3 separate regions of the Sus scrofa genome follow, and regions 1 and 2 are each linked to region 3. The links are chromatin contacts, called in public targeted proximity ligation maps. All regions are on one chromosome and are shown on one strand. The core of a region is the stretch at or near the end of the contact, and the rest is flanking DNA. Distances in the headings are between cores, read along the strand shown.

Region 1 (4,350 bases), core at 483-2,982, 210 kb before region 3:
GTCATTTATTCCAGGGATTTCCAAAATGAATGAAACAGCAAAATTACCAGGATAATTTTCCAAAAATACAGATCCAGGTCCCACCCTAAAGATTCTATTTTAGTAAGTCTGTGGTAGACCTGGCCTCTGGACCAGGACTATCTTTAAACCATTCTAGCCAGTGGTAAACATGCATCTGATGAGTATACACAGTGATTCTACTACTCAAGTTTAGAAAAACCCCTCAAAATCAGGATTCATTTACAACTCAAGTGTACTCTCCACTGAGTCTGGTGATGACTTGGCCTACCCACTCAGTGGTTAATGGGGAAATCACCTTGTCAGCATTAACCCATATTGGTTATCTACTGCTGCTTAACAAATGACCACCCCTCCACCCTGCCTCCAAACCACCAACCTTAGTATCTTCAAACAACAAAACATTTATTAGAGTATCTGTTGATCGGGCATCTGGGTACAGCTTCACTGAATGTCTCTGGGTCAAGGTCTCTCTGAAGTTGCAGCAAGCTGTTGGCCAGAGCTATGGTTTCATCTGAATGCCTGAAAGGGGACAAGGGAGAGGGAATCTGCTTCCACGCTCACCTATGCGTTATTGGCAGGTCGCTGTCCTTTCTCCTCCAGCCTAACTCACAACATGACAGGTAACTCTCACAGAAGGAGTGCTCAGAGAGACAGAGTCAGATTCTGAGAAAGTGTGAGAGAGTTTGCACTCAAGCTGGAAGCCACATCTTTTTATGATAATCTCAGAATTGACATCCCATCATTTTTCTGTATTTGCTAGATGCAAGTTAATAACCAAGGGGAGGGAACTACATAAGGGTATGAATACCAGGATTCAGGTCGCTGGCGGCCTCTTGGAGGACACTTGCCAATCTGTCCCAGGCAAATAGAAGAGTTAAAACCCTACACCAGACCACCTTTACCTCTATCGTTCAATTTCTACTTGGTAAGGAGCCAGAGGTGGGGCTGGAGTGAGCACTGCCTATTGATAATTAAATCAAGAGACCCAACGCAGAAGGAAAACAAACCTTGAAGTTTAATGTAGGTCAGTGCCTTAATTTTCAAACATACAGCATGACATCAGGATGTCGTCTTAGGCACCAATAGAGAGACTCAGTCAGCAGGGTCGCACACTCTGTTTTTGTCTTTAAAGGAGTATATATTTCAAATGACCTTGGGAGCTATTATTTTCCAGCTCTGGTCTTAGCTTGTGAAATAATAGTCACTTCTCCCAGAAAACATACTAGATAGAACTTCATGTCCTGACCTCATGACGACAGCCTGCTCAGGGGCTAGTATAATTGTGTTTTCCACTCTCTTTGGAAGATAGACAACATAAGAGTAAAAATAAATGCATTTATTTATATTTTGCACATATGTGTATATATATTTATATATGTGTGTACATATACACACACCCCCCACATCTCTTCACTGAGGCCATCTAAGGCTCCTCAGCTTACTCCACTATCTCCAGCTCAGCCTTGGTAGCAGAGCTTTCTAGTGATGTGGACAAAGCTAGGTATCCAGATACAACTAGTGTATCCACTAGACCTGCCATGTAAAGTTAATTTCAACTTGCCATCTGGTTGCCAGCTGACCACTGCTACCAGCATTTTCCAGCATCTCAACTTCCTATTGTCAGAGCCACAAACTAAGCAGCAAATACAGCTGCAACATGGCTGCTCTGGGGACGGGGTGTTTCCCAACCCTGTGAAATCACTGATGAGGAAGGAGTCCCCATTGTCATTTCAGCTGCCAAGACATTTCACATTAACGAACTGTGAAAAGGAAGTTGCTAATGGTATGAGATCCCTTTTTATGGCCAGGTCTGGGCCCAGGCCACCAGACTGGCTATGTTTTCCTCATGCTGCTGGAGGAGAAGTTCTTAACAACCAAGGCTGATCCCTCTGTTCATGGGAGGTAGGAGAAGGACACGCCAATCCATAAGCATGTCCAAGGACTCTGGGAACACTGGCATGATTCCTTAAGTCACTATCCTCTCCCTCCCCAACACCTCAGTGTTTTAGAAGGGAGCTTAAGTTAGCTTGGTTCAGAGGAAGATAGAAGAGGTCATATTTTTGGCAGATCACCTAGGAAAACGAAAAGGAATTCCCAAGGTGCCTGTTGGAGTTTTGGCAAGTCCCATAAATACTGCTATCCCATTGGAGACCATCTCTATCCCTAATTCAAGCCAGTTCATGGCCCAAAGACTCACACAGAGGAATTGCCAAGGGAAGCACTGAGGGAAAGACCCCTGCTTTGGAGTCAGAGAACCTGCTTCTGTGTGTCACTTGTATTATTTTCTGGCTGTGCAACTGAGCTGGAACAATTCTTCAGTCTAGACACAGCAAGAAAACAGGCCAAAATGTGCTGTCAGAATTACAGGCGTTATCAGAAATCTATTTCAGGAAGCTTTTTTTTTTTTTCCATCAACAGAGATTGTAACATGTTTTCCAGGAAGTGTCACTTGGTTGAGGGGGTACCCAACCCATTTTTAAATCTCTTTCTACATGGCTCTTGTTCCATTGAACACTTGAGGTTCCCTTAGTTTTTGGATGGAGTCCATGTGGGACACATCACAGAATCAGGATGTCATTAACTCCTGTTATTATGGAAACAGGTGAGAGTGAAGCCCAGTAGCCCAGTGTGAAAAAGATAAAAATAGCCCCACTGACTGAGAGCAGAATGTATGCCAGCACAGCACCAAGTGCTATATATATATATATTTTAAACTTTTAAATAGCTTTATTAACAATGATTAGTAATCAATAGACCACGCATATTTAACATGTACAATCTAGTAAGTTTTTTTTTTTTAAATCACTTATATCTGGAATCTAATATACAGCACAAATGAACCTTTCCGCAGAAAAGAAAATCATGGACATGGAAAACAGACTTGTGGTTGCCGGGGTGGGGGGGGGAGTGAGGGGGGAGGGAGTGGGATAGATTGGGAATTTTGTTTTTTTGTTTTTTGCTATTTTAGGGCTTTACCTGCAGCATATGGAGTTTCTCAGGCTAGGGGTCCAATCAGAACTACAGCTGCCAGCCTACACCATAGCCACAGCAACATGGGATCCGAGACATGTCTGTGACCCACACCATAACTCACAGCAACACGGGATCCTTAACCCACTGAGTGAGGCCAGATATAGAACCTGTGTTCTCATGGATCCTAGTTGGGTTCGTCAACCACTGAGCCACGAAGGGAACTCCACAATCTAGTAAGTTTTGATGTATATCTATAGCCATAAGGCTATCACCACAATCAATAATGAACATAGCTATCACCCCAAAGGTTTCCTAATGTACCCCGCAATCCCTTACTCCTACCTCTCTCTGGCCCACAGCGCTATGCCCAGGCAACCAACCAGTCATCTGCTTTCTGTCACTATAGATTGGTTTCTATTTTCTAGCATTTTATATAATTGGAACCATCAAACAATATAGCCTCTTTTTAGTCTGACTTCTTTACTCAGAATAACTATTTTGAGATTGATCCATGCTATTATAACTAATAATAGAGTTCATTCCTTTTCATTGCTGAGGAGTACACCATTTACATGGAGTCACTACAATTTGTGTTTCCAGTCACTTGGAAACAAACACTTGGCTAATTTCTAGTTTTAGAGCACATCGTGAGACAGGTTCTATAAGTGAAGTAGCTTGTTTCCATCATTTTCTAGACAAGAGTGTCAGAAAACCCACTTTTTGGTAATAGTTGGAAGTCCAAAAGTCCAATCTAACGCTCTTTCACAGATCAACCTCTTTCCATTGAGTCCAGGACTCCCAGTGCTTGTCAAGTGTCCATTCCAGTCCCATCTCAGAGCACTTGTTATGACACAGGGGTGCTGATGGTTGAGTAGATGGTGCCCATGGCAGGCTGGTACAATGCACTGAGGTGGGGCAGATTCTAGTGCTCTGCTTCTCAGAAGCCTGGACATGAGGGCACCAATTTGCTTCAAACAGTTGGAATTCTTTATGACCAGCCTGACTCACTTCCAAGGTTACATTCAATGACAGCAGCCCGCAGTCTGGCTGGCCAAGACCCTTCTCATTAAAACTCTTCCGATTCCCCTATTCAACACCCAGCACATGGTGTATTAGGCTGCTTCAGGGAGAGAGGCCTGGAAGAGGTGCTGGAATCAGTCATCTCACAGGCATGGATAGTGGAGGAACAATACCAGTGGAGGGTGAGGACCTCAAGAGGCAGGCTCCACTTGGGGACCACTGCCCTACAGGTCTCTTTTCCAGCAATTGCATGGATGCCGGTTGTACAGATTGCTTTCATGATAGCCTTCAAGGAGAGATGACTTTTCACATACTCAGCTTAGAGGACTTTGCACC
Region 2 (3,857 bases), core at 286-2,785, 230 kb before region 3:
TGTGACTCCATATCCAGCTAGGGATGTAGGGGAGGAGGAAGGCTTGACCAGGACAGTGATAGGGATGGTGTGGTCCTTCCCTTCAGACCAGGACTGGTGAGAGTTTTAAATGTATTAGGGCCAAATTTGGCAATTAAAAACCGGATTTTGACCCAAGCTCAAATCCACTTCACCTAGAAATCCATTACAGAGCAGAAAACATGGAAGTGATCATGTTCCCTGCCACTCTGAAGTGACCAAGGAGTGGCTTAATGGATGACTTTCAACTCCCCCCTCCCCCCGAGGAAATATCACAGAGACGTCCCAACAGCTAAAGGGCACCAGTTCAGGGTGAAGTAGAGGGCTGACCAGAGTCCCACCCTCTGCTCTCCCTTTTTCTGCCCCTCCACACATCCCCCGCAACCCCACGGACTCCACAGAGTGTTGTCTGAAAATCACTGCATATACAAAACTGTGAGTGAGAAAACCGCTCGTGAAGAGTTATTACTAAGAACTCCCATAAGTGTCATGCTTGTACTTTGGGGATTATGATTCATTAAGCAAATAAGAATGTAGTGCCATTTCTTCAAGGGTACTTTACCCAGGAGTGCTGGGGTACACAGAATAGAATTATTCTATTGCTGCAGTGGCCATTTTTTAATTTTAGTAAAACTTTAGTAAGACTTTTAAGAGTCTACTTAAATATTCAAATTAGACATGTTTTTATTATTGACTCCAACACTGTGCCGGACTTAACAGGAGTCATTTAAAATGTTCAAAACACAGATATACCTCAAGGAACTCCCAATATAGGCAGTATGAAAAGACACAAATAAGTGAAATAAATAAGAGGAGAGTAACTAAAATAAACTGAACTAAAGTAGCTGAAATAAACAATTCAAGGCAACTGAAGAGATACTGCAGGATAACATGTGATTAACGGCCAAAATCATTGTCCAGAAAATAGTCGTCACAAGGACTCAGTACCACGATTGCTTTGTATGTCAGTGGCATCCTAAGTACTTATCTAGCAAAACAAAGAGGTCAAGAGGTCAAGTTCTGTTCTCCTTCGCCCTTGTCACGTCTCCTCCAATTTTTTTTTTTTTTTTTTTTTTTTACTTTTTAGAGCTGCACCTGTAGCATGTGGAGGTTCCTAGCCTAGAGGCAGAATCAGAGCTGTAGCTGCCAGCCTACACCTCAGCCACAGAAACAAGGGATCTGAGCTGACTCTGCAACCTACACCACAGCTCAAGGCAACCTCAGATCCTTAACTGACTGGCGAGGCCAGGGATTGAACCCACATCCTCATGGTTACCAGTCGGGTTAGTTAACCACTAAGCCACAACTGGAACTCCAAGGATAATGTGCTTTGATGTGAGATCACCTTCTATTAAGATGTGTTGATAGTGTTGTAGCTGCTTTACCCGGAGAAGGTGGCGCGTTCTTGTGATCCTTACTTCTGCAGGGATTTTCACTGAAAGGATATGGCCCATCTCTCTACAACTCTTCTTCCCCACCATCCTCCTTATTCTCCTTTCCTTTAGGGCTGGCACCAGGGGGTGCCATTTACACAGACTGCAATGTAAAGGGTATCCCTTAGAGCTGTGCAAGGCAGTGGTCCAGTCAATACCATTATTTGCTTTTAACGTGTGGCTCCAAAAGGTAGATAAAAATGAAAAGATCAGAAGATAAGGTTAGAGAAAGTTGGGTTTAGGATAAGGACATTCTAAAAGCAGGAGAGGACAGAATGAACGGCTCTAGATGGAAATGTTTGGAAAGGGGTTGGGTAGTGGAAAGTTCATGCTTCTTAAATGAGTAATAAATTAATTGTGCTTTTGTGATGTGAATGGCCTATTTTATTTTTTCACAAGTGTTCTTAATCATCACTATAATACTCCTATAAAACTATAACTATCTTTATAGATGAAGAAAATGCAGCTTGGATAAATTGCTTTACTTTCCTAAGGTCACACAGAGAACCAATCAAAGCTGGCATTTGAGCTCAGGTCTCTCTGATTCCAGAATGCAAGCTCTTAACCATTATGTCATATTGAATGCTCAAAAGGAGTTACAAAATCTTACACATTCTTAGTGTGTTCATCTGTTCAATTGCAGCTAACCTTGATCTACAAATAAAATTAGATCTTGACCTTCTACATCAAAGGAAAAAATCATTTCTGTAGACAAAGGGAGGTGAGCAGGATGTGTCTTGCCCTTACTACTCACTGATATCTCTATCTGGGACTCAGAGGTGAACCTGCACACCTGGGCTCCAGATGGAGGAAGTTGTTTTACACACAGTAGATGATACCAGATCCAATTCCATCACTCAAGCACCCAATGCATGAAAGATGTGTAAAGGCTCATGATGGAAATTTTGCTTTTGTCATTTCCCAAATGCCCTCTCCAAAAATAACACCTTAGGGAGGCAAGATGTGGCCTTAACGGGATATTGCAAGCTGCTGGTGGGAGCTGGTGGGAGTTGGTGGGAATGGAGCCCATCAGAGCACACTCAATGCCCACTGTCACTTTAGAAACACTGAGATGAAAGGGAGAGATGAAACCCGTCACTATGTGTGCATCAACAGCTGTGGGTCTCCCATTGCTAGTGCTGTGTCTGCTCTGAAGACCACAGGGAGGCCCTCGCCGAGGCTCTGTTAGTGCTAAAACAGATGTTCCTTCAGCATGCACATCTTAGGTGGCCACTTTCACGGGGTGGAAAAGGATAATCTAAACCTTCCTTTTCTTGCCAAAATAACCATGTGTGGGTCTTTGTTCTGCAAGCCTCTGGAACACACAGATAGATTTCCAAGCAGTGGGAACCTCCTGTCATGTTTGGTCTTTGGACAAACTCTTGTTCTGTCCATTTCACCCCAGTTTCCTGAAACTCTGGCTGTAGGGCTCCCGTGGCTGGAGCCTGTGAGAGCCTCCTTTGTGAGGAGAGTTTTCACAGCCAAAGCTATCAAGGCAGGCAGTGAGGGACACTGGGCCTCCAGCCAATTACAGCAGTGACAGGTATTGCCTGGGCTTCCCAGGCTGAGAGGTTACCCCCCTGCAGTTCTGTTTGCCTCATTTGGTTCCTTTCCAGGGAAGACGGCAGTAGAGTCATTGCCTGTGGGCTACAGTTGGCACTGCCTGGCTGAAGGAAAGGATGGCAGAGGACCAACCTGTTGCTGACTCAAATGCTCGGGGAAACTTTTGCGCCTTGAGTTGACAGAGAAACAAGCTACAAAGCAAGAATAAGGATTCTCCAAGGCAATCCAAACATGGATACCTGACATTTATATTCAAATTTTTCCTCCATTTTTCTTCTCCATGAATTTGGAACATTTGTAACAGAGAGAGAAAATGGGATGAATTGGATTTAGAAAAGAGAGAGAAGTAGGTTAGAGAGAGGTGATGAGATAAAGTAAAAAGAGAAATAGACTTGGTGCAAGATCTCAGATTTGGACCTTGTGTCTATACCTATGTGGCCTGAGGCAAGTCACTTTTCAGCTCCATGACCTGCGTCTCTAAGGTTCCTTTCAGCTGTAAGATTAAAATCTGAGAGATCTTGTAATATAAACAGAAATACAAGACAATAATTATTCCCATAATAAAGAACTATTTATTGCAATGAGGTACTATCGTACAGCACAGGGAGCTATATTCAATCTTTTGGGATAGAACATGATGGAAGAAAATATGATAAAAAGAAAGTATATTTATGTATGATTGTGTCACTTTTCTGTATGGCAGCAATTGGCACAGCATTGTAAACTAACTATAATTTAAAAAAGAACTATTTACTCAGTAATGAGTATGAAGTTTTCTGAAGATAAGCACAAGAAGACTTGATCTTCACAGGCTGGGTAGTTGTGATGTGGACCAATAATAAC
Region 3 (4,237 bases), core at 157-2,656:
TAGAGGAGCAGCAGGAAGCCTAACATATAGAATAGATTCCCTGCAAAGGTTTCCAACCTCCACTAACACCCACTTCCACCATCCCTTCTCTGCTTAAGCTTAGCCATCTTTCTTGCATCAACTGCATCACCTGTTCCTTGGATGCCTGCATGTGCTATAGCCAGAGAGGTTGCCTATGGAGTATCTCTGGAATTTGCATCTGGAAAAGCTGAAACTATGGGAGAGACCTTGTTAATCTGAAGGTAAAATTTCATGTCCCTTTGAGCCTGTGACTTGTCAGCCTCCGATTTATCGCTCATGTGAAGATAATCTTATTATCTAGACCTAGAGACACAAAATATGAGAAGGAGCTGGGAACATGTTGGTCAAAATAAATGAGCAGATTCAACTGAACTTAAGAAGCCTAATTCTGAAAGGCTCCTTGCAAAGCTGCATTTACCTAAGGAGTGGTGTTCAGAAACTACCTTTTGGCTTGTGATTTACTTGCACTCCTGTCCTGCTCCCTCACTGTAATATTCTGGACCACCTGCTCTGTGTAATCAATTTTCATACTTAAACTGTGAAACAAGGAGAGATTAACTCTCTTCCATTCTTAAAACTAACGCTTCACCTTCAAAAAAAAAACAAACTATGCTTTTGAGTCATAAAAAACCAACATTCTCCAGCACTTAAAAGCAGCGCCACCAAAAAAAAAAAAAAAAAAAAAAAAAGGAATGAAAATATCAGTGAATCAATTTCCCTTTCCATACAGATCTGAGAAGTGAGATAGTACTCCTTTCTGCCAAGAGGCTTCTGTCTCTGTCAAGTTGAGTCAGCATGCTGCAGATTGTTAGAGATAGATTTTGGACCACATATCATAGCTGGAAGAAACTGAACTGGGTCAAGCTAACTTTTGCAAGATGTCTTAGAATTTTGGGAGATGAAAGAAAAGTCTTAGCACTGTAACTTAATTTTTTGGTTCCTGTAATTGTCTATAGTGGGCAGGGAAAGTAGGGAGGTGGGGAGACAATAGCAGGGTGCATATATCCAAGACTAGATTCAACTGTCTTTGCCTCTTTTGACCTTTGACACTAATGTGAGTCATGGGTATGGCAGCCATGAGAGGTGCTGCTCAGATCTCCCTTTAAGAGAGATTTTTAAGTGAGAAGTGTATTAAACTGTCTGGCTTCAATTTGCAAAGCTCTGAAATCCATTGTAGCATTCATATCAAGCCCACGGTTTCCAGAGCAGCTCCTAGCCAATGATAAACTGTGGGGTAGGAGGCAGACTAAAGCCAGGCATTCCTACCCAATGGAGGAATTTCTCTAGTGGGATCTGTTACTTTAGGGCTCCCCATAAACTAGCCAAGACTTTCTCAGAGTTGCCCCACAGTCCGAAGCTCTAACCACGCAATTCTTCTTCCTTCCTGCTCTGCCTTCATATGTCACATTTGCATCATGACCTGAGGCCCTCCCCACTGTCTCCTCTTCCCTCCCCTGCCTCTTCCCTCCACCTCCCCCTCAAAAAAGTCATGCATTTCTAATTCTGTCCTAGTGTCTGCTTCCTGGAAGACCTAAATGTAGGCAATGGGAAGGAGCAGAATTTGTTTCTTCTTACTCTAACCTCTCCTCCACATACTGCCTTGTCTTCTAACCAGCCCGCACATTACCCTTTAAGCAGCAGCTGCAGCCTTCAGCAGTGTTTACCCTCCACAGTCATGTGGTCTTTTGTCATTTACTTTCCCAAGGGACATACCAAGCCTTAGCAGACTGGAAACGGCAAAGTATCTTGAATGAATTAAAAGTAAATATGAAAAGCCAAGGAGGTGCTGAGATGTTAGGGCAAGGTCTGTCCTAACTGGAGATTTAAGGGTGAGTGTGTGTGTGTGTGTCTGTGTGTGTGTCTGTGTGTTCATTATCACTAATATGGATGCATTATTTCGCCTTTTCAAGTCCCTTGTTTACCCACCCAAACCACCAGATCATTTGGCAATGCAGAATGGGTTCACTTCTATTTTTTTGTTTGTTTGTTTCCCTCTTTATTTTCATAACTAGTAAAATAGTCAAAGTTGGGGGGGGGGGAAACCAGGAGAAATAAATATGAATGAGTCGAACGTACCACAAAATCTTCAATCCGTGCTTAATCAAGCAATTGCTACAATTTAGAATGATCATTGTTCTATTTTAACGTTTCCAAGTAATCTATCCAACCTCATTTTAATTACTAAAATGAAAAACACCTAGGAAATAAAAAAAAAAGTAAATAGTCAACAGCCAGTTGTGACTGAGTTACCTAAGAGGGGGTCAGGGAAAAGATTAAGTCTCTGAAAATTCCTTCCAACGATGGGGTCCAAAGTTTAGGAAATTAATTTTTAAAAAACATACACACAAATCCTGTTTAGTTGCAGCCACTAAGTCTATGGATTCTGTTCACTTTGGCTTGAAACATAAAAGATGAATTACCCCAGTCAAATCTTATTTGTCTACCCCATAGAGATTTTATTTTTGGGTAGCCAGAAACACTGAATCTGTTTTTTTCTGTCTCTCTGTCTCTGTCTCTCTTCTGCCTCCTTTCCAAAGTCTATAAGGACACACTAAATACAGTAACCCAAGTAATTTGTTGGGTTAATGGTTATACTATCAGAACTAACAAATACTTTAGGATTTCTGATCACCTTTGACCTTACCACTCCCTATTCTCCACCAACTATAAGACAGGAAATTAATATTAAATTATCTGGACTCAATATTATGACAAATGCACACACCCTGACTTCCCTACTTCATTCCATCTGTGTATGGCCTAAAACAGCTGACGGGGCAATCTTTCATCTTCAGTCTCATCAAATGACTTTCCCATGAGAAATAGCCTATGAAGCTCAAACCTATGTACCAAACTCTTTCTAGACCCAGGCAACTCACCACATCTGACACTTCAAAAAAGAATCAGTAAAAGTCGTGGCTATGAGTCACTAAGGACAAACCACATTCCTTAAAGAAATGAACATCACTAGTGGAAACACACTGGGGCTTGCTTTGAAAACTCTATGGGTCCCTATAGACCTGTATTGTATTAAGGCCTAAATTCTCTCCATCTCTAAGACGCCTGCTATTTGCTCTTCAATTTTCTGTAAATATAGCTATCTTTTCTTTCTTTCTTTCTTTCTTTTTTTTTGTCTGTAACACACTAGCATCAGATTTACTTCTAATAGTGGACATATTTGTTAACATTTTCCGTTCAATTATTGTTATGAGCTTAAAGGGGTAACTAAGTATAATTTGGTGTATACCAGTGGCTTTCCATTTGAAGGATTGGCACCTACAAACTACATCACAACCTGGTACACACACGAAATTAAAAAAAAAAAAAAATAGATGACAGTGGAAGAGCAACCTAAAGAGAGAAGACATGATGACTAAACGTCATGTGGGATCCAGCATGACATATCGTGGAACAACAAAAAAAAAGGACATTAGGTTCCAAATAAGGAAATTCAAATAAAATATGGGGTCAGCTAACAATGATGATATAATAACACATCACTATTGATTCATCAGGGTGAAAAATGAACCACAGTAATGTAAGATGCTACAATAGGGGAATTGAGTATAGAGAAACTCTCAGCACTATCTTTGTAACTTTTCTAAAATTAAAGCTTATTAAGACATTACCAACAGAAAAGGCAGTGCTTCACATGCAGAGGGGACTGTTGTAATATCAGGCTCTTTCCTTCTAAGCTCTATCTGCCACCCCCCACCACCCATGTAAAATGCTGCTGTTGATTCAGAATCCCTTTCAATCATGCAGATGAAGTAAAAAGCCATAAGGTGATGAAGATAAAGCACTCACAACAGGCACCAGAAGAGCAGATGACTATAAAAAAGTGTGGTTAGTAAGCTTAGTCCAGCATCTTATTGTTCCCTAATAGGGGCCCAGAAAGAGGCAATAAAGCTCTGTGAAATTCACTCTGAATTGAAATATGTTCAAATCATCAGCTGCCAAATAACCTGCCCAAAAATCCTACAAGAAATTCAAACCAGAATGTTTTCCTGTTTTAAGAGAGATGCCATTTTGCTTCTTCTTTCCTTTTTTTCCCTCCCTTTCTTGAAAGTAGAACTATGAATTGGTAAGGAAACATTTGAATCAGATGGAAGAAACAAAAGTTGGGATAAAATGGCACAAAACCAAACAAATTCCGGAGATGAAGAAAATCATGGCTGTGATGGGAATTCAAGCCTTTCTGATATGGGTCTGAATG

Evidence for each region.
Region 1: a contact with region 3 is called in a targeted proximity ligation map of alveolar macrophages. A contact is called at or near these places in 1 of 47 Hi-C or Micro-C datasets (embryonic fibroblasts) and 1 of 2 datasets of targeted methods (alveolar macrophages).
Region 2: a targeted proximity ligation map of alveolar macrophages shows a contact between it and region 3. A contact is called at or near these places in 1 of 47 Hi-C or Micro-C datasets (embryonic fibroblasts) and 1 of 2 datasets of targeted methods (alveolar macrophages).

The regions. Positions count from the first base shown.
Region 1 is chr3:102,395,214-102,399,563 of Sscrofa11.1, forward strand. No RefSeq gene overlaps it. Among named protein-coding and RNA genes, the nearest start is that of RMDN2, 90 kb to the left of the region's middle.
Region 2 is chr3:102,378,451-102,382,307 of Sscrofa11.1, forward strand. No RefSeq gene overlaps it. Among named protein-coding and RNA genes, the nearest start is that of RMDN2, 73 kb to the left of the region's middle.
Region 3 is chr3:102,610,400-102,614,636 of Sscrofa11.1, forward strand. No RefSeq gene overlaps it. Among named protein-coding and RNA genes, the nearest start is that of CDC42EP3, 74 kb to the left of the region's middle.